Linked DNA regions of Mus musculus: region 1 is linked to region 2. The links are chromatin contacts, called in public HiChIP or PLAC-seq maps. All regions are on one chromosome and are shown on one strand. The core of a region is the stretch at or near the end of the contact, and the rest is flanking DNA. Distances in the headings are between cores, read along the strand shown.

What was found. HiChIP or PLAC-seq counts read pairs in DNA pulled down with a chosen protein or histone mark.
Region 1: a contact with region 2 is called in an H3K27ac HiChIP or PLAC-seq map of microglia, with 4 times the contacts expected there. The contact joins two enhancer-like sites. A contact is called at or near these places in 3 of 115 datasets of contacts at active chromatin or transcription factors (embryonic basal ganglia, embryonic stem cells and microglia) and 4 of 9 other capture datasets (adipose tissue, embryonic stem cells, liver and 1 more).

The regions. Positions count from the first base shown.
Region 1 is chr17:84,340,476-84,344,059 of GRCm38.p6, forward strand. All of the region lies in intron 26 of Thada (thyroid adenoma associated), which reads right to left. Among named protein-coding and RNA genes, the nearest start is that of Gm24722, 49 kb to the right of the region's middle. Within about 2 kb of position 2,081, at least 23 of the 459 cell types and tissues checked have an H3K27ac peak or open chromatin away from gene starts, as enhancers often do. A contact at or near this core is called in adipose tissue and microglia, where this site is marked.
Region 2 is chr17:83,934,304-83,938,015 of GRCm38.p6, forward strand. No RefSeq gene overlaps it. Among named protein-coding and RNA genes, the nearest start is that of Gm35229, 18 kb to the right of the region's middle. Within about 2 kb of position 2,213, at least 82 of the 459 cell types and tissues checked have an H3K27ac peak or open chromatin away from gene starts, as enhancers often do. A contact at or near this core is called in adipose tissue and microglia, where this site is marked.

The sequences.
Region 1 (3,584 bases), core at 831-3,330, 410 kb after region 2:
AGCACTGGCTGCTCTTCCAGAGGTCCTGAGTTCAATTCCCAGCAACCACATGGTGGCTCACAACCATCTGTGATGGTACCAGATACCCTCTTCTGGTGTGTCTGAAGAGAGTGACAGTGTACTCACATACATAATATAAATAAATAAATCTTTAAAAAAAAAAAAAGAATGAAGTGTTCCTCTTCCACTCAGCCCTTCAAGACAGACAGTCTCAATCAGACAGCGAATGAGGGGAAGTGACGTCACAGCTACTGAAAGGAGACAGCACTGTGGTGATGGCAGCAGCACAACCTTAGGACACCCACTAGGCCAGGAGATGGAACAAAGGCAAGAAAGTGTCTCAACTGCCTTCCTCACCAAGGAAGTTGCTCTGTTGTAACCCCTATACCTTGCAACCCTACAAACCTAGTAATGGCCATGTCTGTCCTCCACGTGGAGAAGATTCTTTAAGCACAATCTGATAGCCTTGTTAAGATGCTGGGGGTGTTGGGGGACCTGGAGAGATGATTCAGGAGCTAAGAACATTGGTTGCTCATCCAGAGGTCACAGGTTCAATTCTCAGCACCTACATGGTGGTTTACAACTGTCTGCAACTCCAGTTCCAGGGTCCCTGACACACAGATAGACATGTAGGCAAAACACCAAATGCACATAAAATAAAAATAACTAAAGAAAATAAAACATTACAAACATGTCCGTAAGGAAACTGAACTCAATGGCCCTGGACCCAGCATGTCACCTCTCTGTGCACAAGACATCTTGACATCTCTGGGCATCTTGTCTTTCTCTGTAGCCCTAAGAAGTTACTGCATGGGGCTGGTGATAAGGGCAAAAGAGGGCAGGCTAGACCAACTACCCATATTCTCTAAAATTAAAGCCTGAAATCAGTGACATGACAGGAGCTATGACATTTAAGGTTTACCAGCTGGGTTTTAGGCTATGCTAGAGACAATGTAAACACATACTTCTCACCCAATATAAAACAGTCTCCTAAAATTACAGACGGAGGCTTTACTTAAGGAAGCACCATGCATACCCTTGGAATTATACTTTCCTCTGCCTTTAACTTGCCTCCTTCCTCAAAACTGATGCTCTAAATACTAGCAGTCAAGATCTATCTGTGATAAGGCTACATTTGGTTAGTCATAGAAACTCCTTGTGAAGAAGTGGCCCAACTTTTGTAAACTCTGCAGTCAATTCCTTCTACTATAAGGAAGATCACAGGGTACAAAAGATTTCAGTTTTAACTAGAGTAATCACGAACATGAAGGTCATTTAGGTCTGCTCCAAAACCCAAGGCAGAACTATAGTGCATAGGAAACTGTCCGAGGCTTCAATCTCCAGGCTGAGATAAAGACTTTTTGAGGTATCTGGATTAGTGCCCAAGGCTAGATGGAAAGGGAATACAGAAAACCAGGGAGCCCTCTGCTGTACAAACACCAATGTGGTGCTAATTAGATCTCAGGTGCTAGGGTCTGTAGCTGATGTTAATACTGAAGGTTGTATCCATTTCACTGACAGCAGTTTCAATTAATTAAATGCTGTATTAGACAAAATGCATGATTTTAGTCCCAACTTGCCAGTCAGATTAATGAAAGGAACTGAGAACATAGCAATCTCATGAGAAAATTCTCCAAAAATCAAGGCGACATTAGAAATAAGGGCTGGGGCTGGGGCTCAGATGTAGAGTCCTTACTTAGTATTCACAAAGTCGTGGGTTTGAAACCCAGCACCACATGAAACTGCATGTATTGGTACAATCCTGTAATCCTAGTGCTCAGAAGTGGAGGCAGAAGGATCCAGATTTCAAGGCTATGGCTGACTACATAGAGAGTTGAAGGCCAGCTTGGAATTCATGAAATTCGGTCTCAAAAACACCCCCCACCACAAAAAGAAAGCTGTAAACGATGGTGCCATTGAGGCACAGTTGTCTAGAAGTTCACATGACCAAACAGCGTACACTGAAGCAGCAATTGTCCTGTCCAAGGAAGCGTCCACTCAAGGATGCTTACATAATGAAGAGCCCTGGGAGGCGTGGTGCCTCCCTCTGGACAGAGGACAGAAAAGCTGTATGCTCTTTACAAAAGAGCTCTATGCTCTTTACAAAAGGGCTCCCTCCTGCTCCTAATTCCTCTGCTGTGAAGCAACCCACAGCAGATACAAGTATCTGTTCCTCTTTAGATTACGCTGTGCTCACTGGAGCTCAATCTGGGCACAAAACTGCTGATTCCTAGTTATTGGCATTTGCTTGTACAGAAATTAATACTAGACAATTAACATAAAACCAATCAGCAATGATGCTGCTATACACTTCTAATCCTAGAACATGGAAAACTAAGACATGAAGATTGCTATGAGTTTGAGGCCAGCCTGATCTATAATACATAGAGTTTCAGACCACAAACACAGACAGACACAGACAGACAGAAAAACAAACACATACACACAGCACTCATATTATAATCAGAACCTAAATACTTCTACTTAAATAAAAGTTAATCTGGAAGTAATCGAGGTTGTATTTCTAATGCCATTTTACTAGAAATATGGCAGTCCAATAAAACAAACTAAACAATATTGCAAGAGCACTCACAATTTTGTACACTGCATAAGAAAACCAAATTCTACAAACAAGCCAACAGCAGCAGAAGAATATAAAGTATTACAAAACAAAAGGCTTTCAAGACTGAAACATTCACAGAGATGAGCTAAAGCAGACTAAATGCAATGTATACAAGTTGCCTGGTTCTTGGTTCGAATAAATCAACTACAGAAAGACCTGTAGAACTTTAAAGGAAGTCTGCAGATTGAAGAATTAACTTTGCCAGATGTGGTGATTATAACAGTGGAATTTCTTCTTGTTCTTTTTAAAAAAGATTTATTTATTTAGTTTATGTATATGAGTACACCATTGCTCTCTTCAGACACACCAGAGGAGGGCATCAGACCCCATTACAGATGGTTGTGAGCCACCATGTGGTTGCTGGGAATTGAACTCAGGACCTCTGTAAGAGCAGTCAATGCTCTCAACCACTGAGCCATCTCTCCAGCACATGGTATTTCTTCTTAAATTTCTTTAATCATGTACACCAAATGGATTTATAGGAAAAATGACATGGTATGTACAAACTCCAGGAAATGAAGAATGAAGATAGGCAAAATGCTGACTACAGCCAAGGCCGAGTAGTGGTGTAATGAGGGGCAGTTCTTGTCATTATTAAATACACTGACAATTCTAATAATAAAATGTTTTAAATTCAAAATAAAAATACAAGTTGCAAAAGACCTGCAAGTATTCCTAAAACTTTCCATGTACCTAAAGACTGGGCTAAGCCAGGCAGTGGTGATGCACGCCTTTAATCCTAGCACTTGGGAGGCAGAGGCAGGCAGATTTCTAAGTTTGAGGCGAGCCTGGTCTACAGAGTTCCAGGATATCCAGGGCTACACAGAGAAGCCCTGTCTCGAAAAAGCTAAATATTTATATAGTGTACTCAAAGGGTATATAATACTTACAATTCATATGCATTGTCAAACAGAACCTCAAGAACGGGATGAGAGTGATAATATAAGATGCCTAATCTACC
Region 2 (3,712 bases), core at 963-3,462:
AAGGCTCCATTCCTTTGTCTATGTAAGAGGTCTGGAAGGATCTTGGAGTTTGTGATCCTTCAGGGCATGTGAGACTCTCACAGAGAGTCTGCGTTCCTTTTCTTCTGATTGACAGGAGGAAAGGGATCTTTCTCTCCCTTAAAGAAAGGGACATCCAGAGACTTTTTCTTCCTTGAGAGAGGGAATGACTTTGAACTCCTGATCCTCCTGCCTCCACTTCCCTGGGATGGACATGGTTCCATGGAATCCCCCCTCACCAGAACTTGAGTATCTTGCTGTTCAGGACCCAAGTTTGCTGGCATCAAGTTCTCCTCTGGGTTGCTCCGGGCCCTTCCATCACCGGCTCCTTCCATAGCTGTGTTTGTGGTGGCACAGATGTCCCCTGTTTTCCTTGGGAATTGGAGAATCTCATTTCCCTGACAGTGTGCCTTTGTGCCCAATCTTGGCTTGGGGTTGTTAGCATTAGTAGGATGTTACCAAATATTCCTTTTTCAGAGGGCTTCCCCACTCGGACTGGTGCTCTAAATCACCAGGCTCTGGCTTCTCTTAGTCCAATATCTCTACAGTTGTCCAACATGGTCCTCCTTGCTGTTCTGCTCATCATTCCCCAGTCCCTGGTCCCTTTCGGATGGCTGGATCCTGCTCCTGACCTCCCAGGGATCATTCCTGCTTAACAGAGACAGGTACCCAAAGGCCAACATCTTCCCTCTCCTGCCTCTACCTTGAGGTCAAAGGTGGAAATGGCAGGAAGGTGGAGGAAGGAAGAAAGGATGGAGAAGGGGAAGAAGAGAGAAGGAAGAGAGAAGGAAGGAGAGAAAAGAAGACAGGAGGGAAGGAGAGAGTGGAGAAAGAAAGGAAGAAAGAGAGGGAGAAGAGGGGAGAGAAAGAGAGTTGAGAGAGAGGAGAGGAGGAGAGGGGGGAGGGGGCGGAAGAGGGGGAGGGGGAAGGGGAGAGAGAGAGAGAGAGAGAGAGAGAACCAGTTGCAGGACTTCTTTGTAAAGGTCTAGAGTCAGAGCTGTAACTGTGAGGGCCAGCCCTTGCCAGGAAGGTGAATGCTCTACACAGCGTATCCTGTGGCCATTGATCTGGTGTGTTTGTTCATTTACTAGCTGGAGCAGGAAACCTGCCTGCCGTGCTGGCTTCCCTTCGCTTGGCTGGTCTCAGGGCCTACACCCTGCCCAAAAGGTAGACATCAGCACTCTGTTCACCAAGACAAGATGTTGATTCTCCGATCTGGCCTTGGATTCACTTCTAGGTATGGGAACAGACAAGATCCACATCAAAAGTTCTGTTTAGGATCGAGGAGAGAAAGGAGGTTTGGCCTGATCAGCAGATCTGCTGCTTAGAAACACAAACAAATAGTGAGCGCATTAATGACTAATGAGAACAGGTTTACAGGCTCCTGACACTCGCCAGTCATCTTTGGATCTCCCTGAAGCCAATGAGATAGGACAAGCGTCCTTCCTGACCTGAATCTTAGGGAAGTTTGCAAGAGTGGAGGAGGTTAGAGGGAGTGTCCACGTTTACACTCAGACTTGCTGAGTGTCACCTCGAAGGCCTGAGTGTCCCCTCCTCCTGAGTGGGACTGACATTGAGTGCCTTGCCCACTCATTGCAGGTGGCCCCTGGCAACTGAAAAAGCTAGCCATGGTTTGACACGTCTCTCTACACTCATCATATCCCAGGATGACCCTAGCATTTTAGGTGCACTCAGGACCCAGAAGGTTCACACTGGCCCTAGATGGGTCCTAAGGACAGGAAATCATCCTGCTTGTGTCTGGAGACAGGGACAGGGTCTTAGACTAAGACCATCCTGGAGAATCAGGTTCTTGCAAACCAAGTGACTCCTGGAAAGTCCCCTGCTTGTGACCCATTTCCTTCAGCTGTAAAGGGGTGGGGAAGTGGGGGGGGGCAGGGAGGGACACATGAGGAACGACAATCTTAATTTCTGAGCTGGGCATGGAGGCTCAAGCCTGTAAGTAGAGCACTTGGAAGGCTGAGGCAGGAGAATTGCTACAAGTTTGAGACTAGCTTGTGCTACATAGTGAGTCTCAGAGGAGTCTAAAATACAGAGTGAGACTTGCCTCAAAACAAAACAAAACAAAACAACCCCAAATTTATAATCAAAACAAAACATCTCTTCCACAAGGCCAGCAGTCGCCACCACAGCTGCCACGAGCCTCAGGAGCGCTCCTCATCTGGGTGGCCACCCAGGAAGAGGCGGTGCAGGCAGGGGGTGTTGAGAGATGAGCAGAGGACAAAGGGACAGGAAGAGGGGTGGCTTCTAGCATCTTCTTCAGCCAGATAGCTGTGAATGCACCTGCAGCCCTTTCAGTTCTATTGCTTTATGCAGTTAGCCCAGGATGTGCAGTTAGCCCAGGATGTGCAGTTAGCCCAGGATGACCCCAGTCAGTCTCACAGGTGAAGAAGCTGATGCCTAGGAGGCAAAAGCAGTAGCAGGTACCCTTGTCCCTGAGTGTCCGTGGATAGACCCTACCTAAGGCGTCTGCTGTCTGATTGAAGAGTCATTAACATGAGGTCACAAGGAGGAGCCGTCGAGGTCAGATTTCATGGGCGTGTCTGTCCTAGCCTCACCATCTGGAAGCCGTGGCGTCTCTGTAAGGGTGCCTGCCACCAAGCCTGATGATCTGAATTCAGTCCCCAGAGCCACACGATGGAAGGCCTGAGCCTACAGCTTGTCCCCTGACTTCCACAGCTGCACTGTGGTATCTCTCTCTTCCTCCCTCGAAATTAATTCATTTAAAAAAGTTAAAACAACCAACCGACCCCAAACCAACCGGACCATAGTTCTAGCCACCTGGGGACAGGACAGGCACCTGGGGGCAGCTTGTTTCTGGATTCCCAGGCCAGCATGCTTTGCCCCATGCCCCCTTGTTCCGGTTGGTACCTCAGTGAGTTGGGGGAACAGTGGCCATGCTTTTGCCTTCATGGGTCCATCTAAGTGCCCGTAGGCTCCTGCCGGTCATGGGCTGGGTTTCTTGGGAAAACAGGCAGTTGCTTTGAGAGCAGCTTCCAGCAGCTGAGCATGTCAACCCTCACGCCACCTCTGCTGTTCTCTGCTGCTCTCTACTCTGTCACTCAGGTGGTGGCGGGGTCTCTCTGGAGCAGGCCCTGCCTGGGGCGGTTGAACTTTTGGTGAGTGTTAGACTTGGTGCTCTCATTTCTTTTTGTGTTTTAGTTTTGTTTCCGGGCATGGTTTCTCTCTTAGCTCTCACTGGCTCCTCTCTCTGCAGCTCAGGCTGGCCTCAGACTAGCAGGGATCCCTCTGCCTCAGCTTCCTCATGCTGGGATTGTGGGCCTGAGGACCACGCTCCACAGTGTTCATCTCTGTGGCCTGGAAGGCTGGTGGGGAGGGTGCAAAGGGTTAACTTCATTTTGGCAGTAATTCTCTCTTGGCATCTGAGAGTGGACCGGCCAGGAGCTCTGCTTTCCCGTTGCCGCGGCAATGACACAAAACCGAGAGCAGACACGGATCTGGAGATGGTTAACTGGCCATGTTCCTGGCCGGCGGTGGCCCGCCAGAGAAACTGCTGGAAAGTCACATTAGAGTTTCCCAGCACTAAGGGTGAGAAAGGGGGTGTGGATCTGGGCTCCCCCAGAAAGTCTGGCTCTGGACAAAAGAGATAGAGCTGCTGTGTAGGTCAATGCAGGACTCCTTGCTCCTTGACTCTGAACCTTCAGAGCTCCGAACT